Linked DNA regions of Ovis aries: region 2 is linked to region 1. The links are chromatin contacts, called in public Hi-C maps. All regions are on one chromosome and are shown on one strand. The core of a region is the stretch at or near the end of the contact, and the rest is flanking DNA. Distances in the headings are between cores, read along the strand shown. Region 1 has its middle 15 kb from the start of TRNAC-GCA. Region 2 holds the start of PRICKLE1 (prickle planar cell polarity protein 1).

Evidence for each region. Hi-C and Micro-C count contacts between places; a contact is called where the count stands out from the background.
Region 2: a Hi-C map of tail adipose tissue shows a contact between it and region 1, with 2.2 times the contacts expected there. The contact joins the promoter of PRICKLE1 here to the enhancer-like site in region 1. A contact is called at or near these places in 2 of 16 Hi-C or Micro-C datasets (omental adipose tissue and tail adipose tissue).

What each region holds. Positions count from the first base shown.
Region 1 is chr3:144,247,242-144,253,816 of ARS-UI_Ramb_v3.0, reverse strand. No RefSeq gene overlaps it. Among named protein-coding and RNA genes, the nearest start is that of TRNAC-GCA, 15 kb to the left of the region's middle. Within about 2 kb of position 2,911, at least 6 of the 54 cell types and tissues checked have an H3K27ac peak or open chromatin away from gene starts, as enhancers often do. A contact at or near this core is called in tail adipose tissue, where this site is marked.
Region 2 is chr3:144,346,375-144,352,949 of ARS-UI_Ramb_v3.0, reverse strand. It overlaps PRICKLE1 (prickle planar cell polarity protein 1), which reads right to left and starts at 3,834. Exons shown (of 10, transcript XM_060412711.1): 1 at 3,753-3,834. It also overlaps the pseudogene LOC101110139.

The DNA.
Region 1 (6,575 bases), core at 1,662-4,161:
CAAATATCTAAACTATCATAATCCTTGTGCAGAGCAAAATAATTGTTTCACACCATCAAGTTTTGAGGTGATTTGTTACACAGCAATAGCTAACAAATAGCCTTAAAAATAGCTGTGAATAGAAGAGAAGTGAAAGGCAAAGGAGAAAAGGAAAGATATAAGCATCTGAAAGCAGAGTTAAAAAGAATAGCAAGGAGAGATAAGAAAGCCTTCCTCAGTGATCAATGCAAAGAAATAGAAGAAAACAACAGAATGGGAAAGACTAGAGATCTCCTCAAGAAAATTAGAGATACCAAGGGAATATTTCATGCAAAGATGGGCACGATAAAGGACGGAAATGGTATGGACCTAACAGAAGCAGAAGATATTAAGAAGAGGTGGCAAGAATACACAGAACTGTACAAAAAAGAGCTTCATGACCCAGATAATCATGATGGTGTGATCACTCACCTAGAGCCAGACATCCTGGAATGCGAAGTCAAGTAGGCCTTAGGAAGCATCACTACGAACAAAGCTAGTGGAGGTGATAGAATTCCAGTTGAGCTATTTCAAATCCTAAAAGATGATGCTGTGAAAGTGCTGCACTCAATATGTCAGCAAATGTGGAAAACTCATCAGTGGCCACAGGACAGGAAAAGTTCAGTTATCATGCCAATCCCAATGAAAGGCAATGCCAGAGAATGCTCAAACTACTGCACAATTGCACTCATCTCACATGCTAGTAAAGTAATGCTCAGACTTCAACAGTATGTGAACCATGAACTTTCAGATGTTCAAGCTGGTTTTAGAAAAGGCAGAGGAACCAGAGATCAAATTGCCAACATCTGTTGGGTCATCAAAAAAGCAAGAGAGTTCCTAAAAAACATCTCCTTCTTCTTCTTTGACTATACCAAAGCCTTTGACTGTGTGGACCACGACAAACTCTGGAAAATTCTTAAAGAGATGGGAATACCAGACCACCTGACCTGCCTCTTGAGAAATCTGTGTGCAGGTCAGGAAGAAACAGTTAAAACTGGACATGGAACAACAGACTGGTTCCAAATAGGAAAAGGAGTATGTCAAGGCTGTATATTGTCACCCTGCTTATGTAACTTATATGCAGAGTACATCATGAGAAACGCTGGGCTGGAGGAAGCACAAGCTGGAATCAAGATTGCCGGGAGAAATATCAATAACCTCAGATATCCAGATGACACCACCCTTATGGCAGAAAGTGAAGAAGAACTAAAGAGCCTCTTGATGAAAGAGAAAGAGGAGAGTAAAAAAGTTGGTTTGAAGCCCAACATTCAGAAAACTAAGATCATGGCATCTGATCCCATCACTTCATGGCAAACAGATGGGAAGACAGTGGAAACAGTGACAGAATTTATTTTGGGGGGCTCCAAAATCTCAGATGGTGACTGCAGCCATGAAATTAAAAGATGCTTGCTTCTTTGAAGAAAAATATGACCAACCTAGACAGCATGTTAAAAAGCAGAGACATTACTTTGCCAACAAAGGTATGTCCTGTCAAAGCTATGGTTTTTCCAGTAGTCATGTATGGATGTGAGAACTGGACTATAAAGAAAGCTGAGCACCGAAGAATTGATGCTTTTGAACTGTGGTGTTGGAGAAGACTCTTGAGAGTCCCTTGGACTGCAAGGAGATCCAGCCAGTCCATCCTAAAGGAAATCAATGCTTAATATTCATTGGAAGGACTGATGCTGAAGCTGAAACTCCAATACTTTGACCACGTGATGTGAAGAACTGACTCCTTGGAAAAGACTTTGATTCTGGGAAAGATTGAAGGCAGGAGGAGAAGGGGACAACAGAGGATAAGATGTCTGGATGGCATCACCGACTCAGTGGACATGAGTTTGAGTAAATTCCAGGAGTTGTTGATAGACAGGGAGGCCTGGCATACTGCAGTTCATGGGGTCGCAAAGAGTCGGATGTGACTGAGCGACTGAACTGACTGAGTTGAACTGAATAGCTAACCAGGACAAGATCAGAGGATTTATCTACTCTAAACTTATTCTTAATATTTTAATATGGTTGTAAAGAAAATTGAAACTGCATTACCTCTTTAATTTTAATAGCTCTACCCTGTGATAGAAAGCTATAGGTACTACTTGCTGGAACTCCAGAGCAGAACAGAGATTTAAAAATATTGGAGTTCTTACCTTTTCTCAAGTGGGAACAAATATAATGGTGGTAGTTGCCAATAGTCACCTGCAAGACCACTTCCTTAACTTTCCAGTGGAGGGCTAGGGTATTCCTACTTGCTTCTTTCCACTTTTCCAAGGAATGAAAAGTGAGCATCTCCATCCCCTTGAATCTCTGGAGGTGGAATCCAACAAAAATTGTTTTTGGTGCTACCAACTCTCGCATTTCATCTTTCAGAATAAGTGGCAAGCAGAAAGCAGACACTCTGAATAATTTGGGAAGAGCGGAGAAGTATTTTATTCTCTTTGGGGCTTGATAAGATACTTTGGACAATAGGCTTTTCCTGATCCCAGATGTCTCACTTCTGTATAGTTCATCTCCTTCATCTGTTTAAGAAAATTATAAGCTCTCTCTAAAGCCGTGGGCCTTTGCTCACATGATTTATTCTAGAACAAATGACTCCCTTTACTTTAAAGTCTAGTAGAAATTTACTTTCTTCATGAAAGTTTCATGAGTTGGAGGCAGCCCTTAAACCTTCTTAGCACTTTGTTGGCACTTCTCTTAGAATTCTTAACACCGCCAATGCTTGTTTCCCTGATTAGATTTCAATGCCATTCTTGGCAGGATCACCATCTTGTTCTCCTTCATGACCCCTACTGTGGTTTCTCAGGAAATGCTTGTTGAATTCCATAAGGCAGCCTGAGGTGGTGCCAAAATTGTGCAATCAGAGTCAAGAGACTTGGCTCCCAGTCTCAGGCCTGAGCCAGGTTTGTCAATAAGCAGATCCTGAAATTGGGGTTGTGACCCCTGAAGAGTCTTCACCTTTCTGGGCCTCCGTCTGCTCCTCTGGGAAACAAAAGCTTTAGAGTAGATCAGACATTCTCAACTAGGTATGCTTTCTCAATACAGGTCTGGTTCATCCTTGGTTATACTTCCTTGACTGGATACATGACTTCTGGATGTATGACTTCTGGATAGATGCCTTCTGCTTCCAGAAATAAACATGGGTTTTTGGATGTTGCTGTGGCTTATACAGTTGGATGGAAGGAAGCGAGCAGATTGGGATCACAGGTTAGTACTTCAGAGACATAGCAAAACAGAGTTGAATTAACTTTCTAAATGCTAATAGCTAACATTCATTAATCCAGGCCTTTTGCTAAGGGCTTGAAATGCATTCTCATTTGATCCTCATGATACCCTTAATGAGGCAGGTCCTACTATTACGCGCCCCCCCCCCCTTTATAGATGAAGAAACTGTGGCTTAGAGAGGTTAAACAATGAGGCGGGCTGCTAAACTAGAGCACTGGGACTGATCAAACCTAAGTTCTCTGACTCCAGAACCTGTATTTCTACACACCCTCTGGCTACCTCTCTCTTAGTTTTCACTTATGTAGTAGGAGATATGCTCATATTGTAGGGAGTTGTCATATAGTTCTTAAAAATATTGACTTTATTAGTGTATATAGTTCCTTTCTCTCACTGATGGCTGGCAAGTGAGGTGTACACTCTGTAGTATAATAATCTTTATGAAGACAGGCCATGGAGACATCATCAGGCTATTTAATTTTTGCAATTTGCAGCGTGCCACTCCAGATTTATGCTGCAGTGGCATCTTTTTATCATACATACCAGGACAGACTGTTATATAAAAAGAACTTGCTTTCTGAAAGAAATGCCTGGAGTTGAAGGAAGAGCTGGTGTTATAAGATCACCAAAGACCAGAAAACGGAACACATCTTGTGGAAACTCACCCAGAGTTTTCATTAGTGGGGGGTGGAAATGCTGCTCTGTAATTGCATGGATAGAACCATGATAACCTATTTCCATTTGCAAGATGTTTCACCCCCTAGCATGAGGGAGAACTTAGCACTCATGGCACCCCAGACATCGTACCTGTTTCTGTACGAGAATAACTCCCAGACTGACTTTTTTAACCCCAGTTTCCCTATCACTTCATCGTTTCTAGCTTGCCTTAGTAATGCCTCTGCCATCTTGAATGGCTCTTGGCTTCTGCTGAGCACGACTGCTTTTCCCCTCAGGTGCTTCGAGCACCCGGTTTCCTAGTCTCTGTGGGCAGAACGCCTTTGTGTTCGTCTGATGGGTACTTTGCTGTAAGACCATTTGGTCTCGTAGCCTTTTGTGCTGTTTCTTCCAGTCGCTGCCTGATCTCATGACTTGTACCTGGACGGCATTTCTAAAGTCTCTTTCCACACTCTCCTTTTCTACAGGATATGATCCCCTGTCCTACACACGCAGTGGTTCTCCTCCACCCTTGACCTCTAAACAGTAAAAAAAAAAAAAAAAAATGCTATTACAGACTGGTAAAGTGATCCTTTCCCTTCTAAAGTCAGTGTTACCAGTCCTTGTGCTTGGGGACTGCAGGAGATGAAGGAAAGGCAAAGAAATTGGAAAGGACACCAGTAGGGCTGTGGAGGGCTGGTTCCAGGTGTTGGGCAAAGTCCCCTGGCTGCCTGCTCCTGGGAACCTGGCACGTGATGTCAGGGCCGGGACATGCAGCCTGGCCAAGAGAGGGCTTGAAGACTTGGGCAACTTAGTCACTAACATCTGGGGACTTCAGTCCCTCTACAGGAGAGGTCTCCCTGGTGGCCAGTCTCCCTTCCTTGTATTATTGGAAGTGACAGAGTGCCTCACCAAACAAGTGCATTTCCCAGCCTCCTTGGCAAGAAATATAGCCACACGTGTCTGCCATGATATCTCAGGCAGTTCCATGTGAGTTTAAAGTAGGAGGTAACTGAGTGGGGAAGGGCTCCTTTTTGGCCTTGCCTCCCTTCTTTCCTGCTACCTCCTGTGCAGATATTGGAATTTCAACAGCCAACTTGCACCCTGAGGTGCTTGGGAATAGAAAGTATGCCTAAAGTATTAGTTTTCTACTGCTGGGTAATAAATTACTACAGATGTAGTGGATCAAAGCAACACAAGTTTATTGTCTTACAGTTTCTCTGGGTCTGAGGTCTGGGTAAGAGCTAGTTAGATTTTCTGCTCAAGGTCTCATGAGGCTGAAGTCATTCAGCTGTGTTTTCATCTGGAATTCGGGCTCCTCTTCCAAGCTCATTCAATTTTTGGCAGGATTCAATTCCTTTCAGTGGTAGGACTGAGGTCTTTCTTTCCTGTCCGGGGCCTAGAGGCCACTTGCAGGTTCTAGCCACTTGACTCTTTCATACAAGGCAGTGTTCTTTTTGAAGGGTAGCTTGCAAGTCTCACTCAAGAAGGTTTAAAAGCTAGCTTTTTTAAAAAAAAATACCTTTCATATTTGTAAAAGCTAGCTTTGAATATCTTCCTTTAAGAAGATCTCAGCACCTCTTTTTTTTTTTTTTTTTTTTTGTTCACCTAACTAGGTCAAGCACCCCAGGCTAATCTCCTTTTTGATTAGGTCAAAGGCAACTGATTTGGGACTTTTAGCTGTATCTGCAAAATCTCTTCACCATTGTCATACAACATAACCTAATTATGGTGGTGAGAGCCATCAGATTCACAGCACCTCCCATGCTTACAGTGAGGGCGTTGTTCTGGGCATGTACACTAGGGGCAGGAATCTTGGGACCATCTTGGAGTTCTGCCCACCACAAAGAATGGATGGAGATCCATCCAACAATTACCACCATGTACAGGGCTCCCTAGGTGGTGCCAGTGGTAAAGAACCTGCCTGCCAATGCAGGAGACGTAAGACAGGCGTGTTTGATCCTTGGGTTGGGAAGATCCTCTGGAGGAAGAAGTGGCAACCCACTTAAGTGTTCTTGCCAGGAAAATCCCCATGGACAGCAGAGACTGGCTGGCTACAGTCCATAGGGTTGCACAGAGGCGGACATGACTGAAGTGTCTTAGCACACACTCATGGAGTATTGGTATGCAGAGATCCTGGTTCTTAATGACCTTGGTGCCTCCACCACCTATAGACTGTTCTTCTCTAAAATGGACTTCTTTTAGATGAGAAACATATCCTTGATTTATTGAATCCACAGTATTCAGGCCTCTTTTATCAGCAGCTGAGAACAAATCCTGACTAAGTCAGTGAGGGGGCTGGATCAGATAGTATTTTTCATTCTCTGGAGAAAAGAAGACATGGAATTTGAAGTCAGAAGACCTAGCTCCCAGCTTGGGCTCCCTCATTTATTAACTTTGTAATCTTGAGCAAGTCACTTCATATAGTTGAACTTGAATGTCTTAATTTAAAATGGTGATCATAATCAAACCTGCCTTGCCAACTATACAAGGCTGATGTGAGTAATAAACAGGAGAAATATGCGAAGATGTTTTAAGTACCATAAATCTATGAGCAAATGGTAATGACACGCCATAACCCACCCTTCCTTCTTTCCTTTCTCCTTCTTTTCACAAACAGTTACTCTGCATGAACTATTTGTCCAGCACTGAAATAGTGCCAGACAATAAGACTTGTCAGAGAGAGTTCC
Region 2 (6,575 bases), core at 2,585-5,084, 98 kb before region 1:
GCCTGCATTTAAGCAAACTGAATATTCTCACTTGAATGAGTTAAACAATTAGTACTATTTTATGTAACCTGGAGCGAAAAAAAGAGCTATTTTTCTCCCAAGTGGAAGGTGTCTACCCTAGCCCATTGGCATCTTTAACATTTTTATGCACAGATGAGGATCACTTTGACTTTTAAAATTACTTTCCTTCTTTAAAAGGAAAAATTTACTCTTTATAAACTACTTTAACCAGAAAATTAACTGCAGTAACCAGAATAATCTTTTCTGAAAATTGTTTCCTGTAATATGGGCATTCTCAAGTACCATGTATATACCATTACAACAGGTACACTTAATTACTGGAGAATCATTTTAAAAATTCCTGTTCCATTTCATGAGTATTACGAAGAGTCAGTCATAAGACTCAACTCCCTTTTGTTTGATTTTCAAGTAATTATAAAAGCTTCTATAGAAATTATCTCACAATGTCACTTTTCAAAACTTAGATTTCAGCTTTTTAAAATTCTGACTTAAGAATTTTTAAGTTGTTACCTCTTTTCTTTTGTGTCTTTTCAGAGTTATCGTAGGAGAGGTTATTAGGAGTAACCAGACTTTTACCTATATCTGACTCTAAACTTTATAGTTTAGCTATTAACTCTTATAAGGGTCTTTTCTTCATTCAGCTGATATTAACTTTTACTTGGGTGACCCAAGCTGACTCATTACAACCTCCTTAATTAGAAAGACAAATGGTGGTTCCATAGACCCTGATTTTAAAAACATGATAAACTTTTAAAGGTTCAGTGGTATTACTGGCAGAACTGATTGAATCTGTCACGAGTAAAATACATCACTTTTCCTTAAAAACCTGTGAACCAACAGGGTCATTTAGTGATAAATCACAAATTAGTAGTAAATTAAGAATGGAAAAATTAACTTACAAAACCCATTTGCTTATATCAATATGGCTCCCCCTATGTTCCATCCAGTCCTTTGGTTCTTCAGAAGTCCCTCCCTTTCCTTCCTTCCTAGGCTTAGTCATGAGAAGTCACTGTCGTTGGCCATGGTTTATCAAAATAGAGATTTTCAAGTTCATCAGCAGTGTGCCAACTTTCAACTGTGGGTAATGTCCATTTATTTCTAGCACCTTTTAGTTTTAATATGTAGAGCACATGCATTGTTAACCTTTAAATCCTTTGTATAAACATTTCTGGAAGGGCTTTAAAACATCTCCTCTGTATTTCCTGACTTGCCAGTTGACGGCATTTAGGAACTCCCTGGTACCAGCAGGTGCTGTATTTTGCTTTCTTCAGGTTCCAGCTGGGCTACAATGACAGATTCCTGTCCCAGGCCCGGCCCAGCCACCTAGGCTGGGACCACATGGAGGCAAACTGAACCGGGCCCCACCAGACAGCAAGATAAATGGCTGCTGTTTAAGTTTAAAATCCCCTGGTGGGAGTAAATATTGTTCCAGAGAAAAAGGCTTGACAAATATTGCGTCATTCTTCCAGAGCTGTCTTGATTAAAGCAGGATCTTTGGATTAAGTTGGTGCTCAATTCAGAATGTATCTATCTTGCTGTCATGGGATTTCTTTTCCCCCTTCCTAAAGTCTGAAAACAGACATATTGTTGGGAATGGTCAAACAAGGCTACCGCCTCCCAAGCGGCTAGAGTCCACTCTGATAATAGAAGGCGACTGAACACTTCACTGAGGATAATGGAGACAGCAAAGGCTTAGTGGGAAAAGGCCAGTTGTCACCTAAGTGACAGGCAACAGCTGAGCTCACACATCTGGAGCCAGACCAGGGCAAATATTCAGCAACCCTCACCCGTCTACACCTTGGGTTTGTCTGAAGTAACAGATGGAAGTTCCTTTTACTCCAAAAACACATTAAAAAATATCTGACAGTGAACCACATTGATTATGTAACATCAGCAGCAAACACCCTTCTGAAGTACTGGTTAAAATTGGGAGCTAGACAAACTACCGCAGGTACAATTTCATCACATACAACCTCTTCTCCATAAAACCCATCCTAAAAGCCACATATATATGCATGCTTTTTATAGCACAAATGCAGCTGAATTCCTTGGGAGAGGCAAGATCCTTACATGTTCTTTTCCTTTAGGCAGTTCCCATGCCGTGTTCTTCACCTTGCTCAGGGCCGCAGTGGCTCTGCCTTCCATACTCTTCAAGAAATCAGCAACCAAACGTGTTTGGCTTGTGATTCTGAACCCTCCTTAGGCAAGCTGGAACGCAGAGCGGTGCCAGCCGTCCTTCCCCCACCCCCACCTCCTTCTTCAGCCTCCTGAAGACAATCTGTGGACAATTTCCCCAAAGTCCCCAAAATAACACGGCACTGCCAATAGTCACTGGCGATGCCGTTTGTTTTTCTTAGAGGGCAATGAAAATTTAACAGCTTTCTGCTGCATCCTGAGTCCGGGTCCTGCTAATTATTAACATGCCCAGTTTCTTTAACTTTTTCTGCCTAAAAGGAAGTCGACGCTCCCATTCTTTCCCATATTCGTGTTACACGCAGAAAACAGCTCTGCTGGGGCGGGAGGTAGGGGGCTGATGCACCCCAGGAAAAAAGCAATCGACCCTTTCCCCGGAGTGTTAGGGGAGAGTCGGCAGCCTGCCTCTGGACGCCGGTAGGTGACAGGCGATCCTAAGCGGCGGACACTGACCAATGCGCCCTGGCCTCCCTGCGCCCCGCAGCGCCCCAACTCTGGGGCCCCTGAACGGTTTCCACGCAGGGAAGAATCAAAGGAAGAGTTGGTTGTGCTGCAGCCAACAGGAGCGGTGCGGGCAGGCTATCTGAAGCCCTCTGGTGCCGCAGCCCCAGTATCTGCTTTCACTGTCTACACAGCCCAACAAACCGGTTATGCCCATCTCCCGCATCTTCTGCGACACCGAACCACTCCGAGTGTCAGACGCCCCGCAGTGACGCGGACCTTTTCGGCCCTTACCCCGCGGCGCTAGCCGCCCACCGCCGCACCCGCAGCCCCTCTGCAGAGCCCACTCACCTCAGAGAGGGAGCGGGACTCGGCTGGACGGTCGTCGACTCTGCGTCGGCTCTGCGGACCCGCGCTCCGCGGTGTCAGCGGCGGGCGAAGGCGGGCAGCGCAGAAACCACCCGGCACCCGGGACGTGGCCGTTGCGGCCGCGGCGCCCCTCGCGGAGGTCAGCGCTGGCGGCGCGAGGCGGGCACGCTCCGGGGCGCGCTGTCTGGCGCGGCGGCCGCGGGAGGCGGCGCTCGCGGGGCTGCAGGCGGAGTGCGCCCGGCTCCCCAGCCCTCTCCGCGCCGCCGCGCACCCCGCCCTCGGCCGCCCGCCCGGCGCGAGCGAAAACGCGGAGCGCGGAACCCGCCGCGGGATCCGGGCCGCGCGCGCCCACGCGGCCCCGGCTCCGCTGCGAAAGGCTGGCGGGTCGGCGCCGGATTCCGGCGGCCGAGGGCGCGCGGAGCCCGGGCTGGTTGGACCGGCTCGGCGCCGCGGGAGGGCTGAGCTGAGTCCGCGCAATCTGCGGGATGAAGTTCGCCTGGGCGCAGCCGGGGTTCTCAAGTGCAGTCGGGTCTTCTCTGCCCCGCCCCCAATTATACGCTTTTTTTTTTTTTTTTTAAACCAAGCATTCTGATGGATGGAAAGACAGGAAGGGTGAAGGAGCAAAAAAGACAAACCCAATTTCCTCTGATCAAACGGTTTCGGGGTTGCCTATTTGGGGTTCTTTTCCTTTGGCTTGGTCGGGGCGGGATAGTTAATTAAACTCTTACTTCGATTCCTTCCGGCGCGCCTCGCCTCACTGGGGACCGGATTGTACTCGATCCTATCTCGTGTAGTCCCGCAGGCTGGGCTGTCTCCACCTCCGAGCAAGAAGCCACAGATTCAGCCTGCCCTCCCCTCCCACCCTGGTCATCTCAATAAAAACTCAAGAGTCTGAGGAGCGCATGTGAAAACCTCAGCTCGTCGCAACGTCCCGGCCTGAGCCAAGTTAGCGTGTCGCACTTAGAGTCGTATTCAAAATACTACTTTCATCGCGATGATCATTTTCCTGGCCAAGCTACTCCATGTTTTCAGTCTGCCCAGTCTCCAGGGCTGGGCTCTCAGGCGCATTTTCTCAGATGAAGTGGAGCTCAGCTTGTTGGAAAGTTCTGCCCTGACATCTGTGTCGCCTTAGAACCTTAACCCCCCTCACTCGTTCCAGTTCCAGATCAGTGGAGTTTCATTCCACCGGGGTTACAGAGGGTGGATCGGACAGCAGGTGTTGAGCCCAACTTGACAGGTGTCTCTGAAAATCTAGGGATTCCTTGACCTCTCAATCCCTTCTACTACCCTCTGGGACACTGTAACATCTTCCTGAAAGAAGAGGATGTGTGCATGCGTGAGGGAGGGCGGTGTGTTAATCGATGGATTTTTAAATTTCTTTAAGAAAAATCAAAACAGCTAATTCTAGAAATTTTCGGAGCACCAAATCTCTTCTATTTTAACTGGGAGTAAAATAAGGGAATACTGAACAAATTCTGAGTTGATGAAAAAAGGATATAAAATCAATAACATTTAAGACAAAATGAAGGGGAAATAGTACAAATTTAAGGAAAGTTTGGCCACAGCCCTGTGCTCTGCAATTCCAAATCTGATTTAGATCTCCCTGCGCCGTGAAAACTTTCTCACCTCTAGATTCACCCCTGAGTTTCTAAACTTCTGAGCACAGATCTTTCAGGAAACAAGACTGTTGCTTTTGAAGTAACTCCGCTTGTTCCCGGTGTTTGTACCTGATGGGAATCTGGGGGAAAACAACCTAGGCTGTCTTGCTTCTCAGCATTTTTTTTGGAATTGTGTGTGTTTATCTTAACAGGGTTACAAATGCTTCTATTAAGCTGTAGCCTTTTAGCTTCTACCTAAACTCCAGAACTGTCCAGAAGGCTGACAAAATGATTTATTCCACCCATAGAGGTTGTGAAAATCAGTACTTATAAGGGCAAAGAGTCCACTCTCCATCTGTGGGTGCCTGTCTATTGTTTCAATGGACACCTTCAAGTCAAATTAGTTTTCCAACAAATTGAATAACACTGTGGAATAGAATCAGTGGAGGATGGGGTGGAGGAAAGCATCACTGACCAAGCATCACTGCATCTTCCTGAGAAAATCCTCTCTGATGGACCAGTCGGTACTTGTGGCCAGCAGAATTGGGTATGGAGCAGCTCAAGAGAAGTATATTTATGGAAGGTGCAGTTGGATCTCCCTATTAACTGGAGACAATGCTACTTTCTTATGATGAGAAATAAATCGATAAATCAATCTGATATCAGAGGACTTGGAGCTCTGTGGTGACCTCACAAAAGTTTCATTTGTTGAACACCTATTGTTTGGTAGCAAACATGTTGGGCACTGTAGGGTGTTCACAGTTGCCAGTTAAGGGGATTGCTATCTGTTTAGACAATGCACTGAACAGCATCTTTTGGACCTATTGCAAAGGTGAACACTTGATCTTCAACCAGGACTCCCAAAATTACTTTGGATGGTACATGTGATAATTTGTTTTTAGAGAAATTTGAGTTCAAATCTCTGTCCAGCTGCTTCCCAAATGCAGCCTAGGATAATGTAGTTAGGATGAAAGTGGTGCTTAGGTTCTTCATTTGTAAATGAGGATAATAATATCCATCCCCAGAGAGCTGCTGGGAGGATTGAATGCTAGGCATGCAGAAACGACTCAGCAGGTAGAAAGTTTATACAGTGCTGGTGTATAAGGCATTGTCTCACACCACCCTTCTCTACACCAGCCTCCAAGCAAAGTCCTGTAAGTTAGGAAAGAACTATTTTGGACTTAATCTGAAAAAGTATTCTTTATTGTGGACTATTCAGTTTCTTCTGGGTCTTTTATCCTAATGGTGTTATTTTCTTTGTCTATGCAAACCAACGTGGTACAAAGTCTTTTTTTTTTTTTTAGTAATTTCTTTATTATTATTTATTAAGCACCAGCTTAATACTGAAGACATTTCAAATCACCAGTCAACAACTCATTCTTCCCCACCCAACCCATCCCAAATTCTTGATAAAGAGCTCTTCAAGTAAAGACACTCTTTTCTCGCCTCTGTATAAAACTTTATGAAATAAAGGCAAAGAACTGTGCACATCTTGCTGTAAATGCTGCCCACAGCTGTGGACACAGTGTCTGTCCAAGGCTGTCTTTACTGTACAAGTCCTGAAAGACTCTTGTTCATGAATTGTCTCTTCACAAAGCAAGTCCACCACTTGTTGGGTTTATCCTTCTGAGGGTCAAAAACTTTCTCATAAAGTCTCAGTCCAGCCTCTTGCCTCAGCTGTTGTAAGTAGGCCCTCATCACTTCATCTTCCTATTTGTCTGCAGGTTTGGCATAAATGGCATTAAGTGGAAAACCAAAGGCTCTCGGGGAATGGGAAAATTAGTGATTCTCAGTGTATACATTTCTTTCTCACCTTGGCTTTTAGAATTGCACTTTTGGGTTTCTTTCAACACTCAGAAATGTAGAGAGTTATATATATCAAGGTCCTATAGGCTTCATTGTTAATTTCATAGTTTTTGAAGAAGACATTGGCCTTAAAGTAATAGATACGCT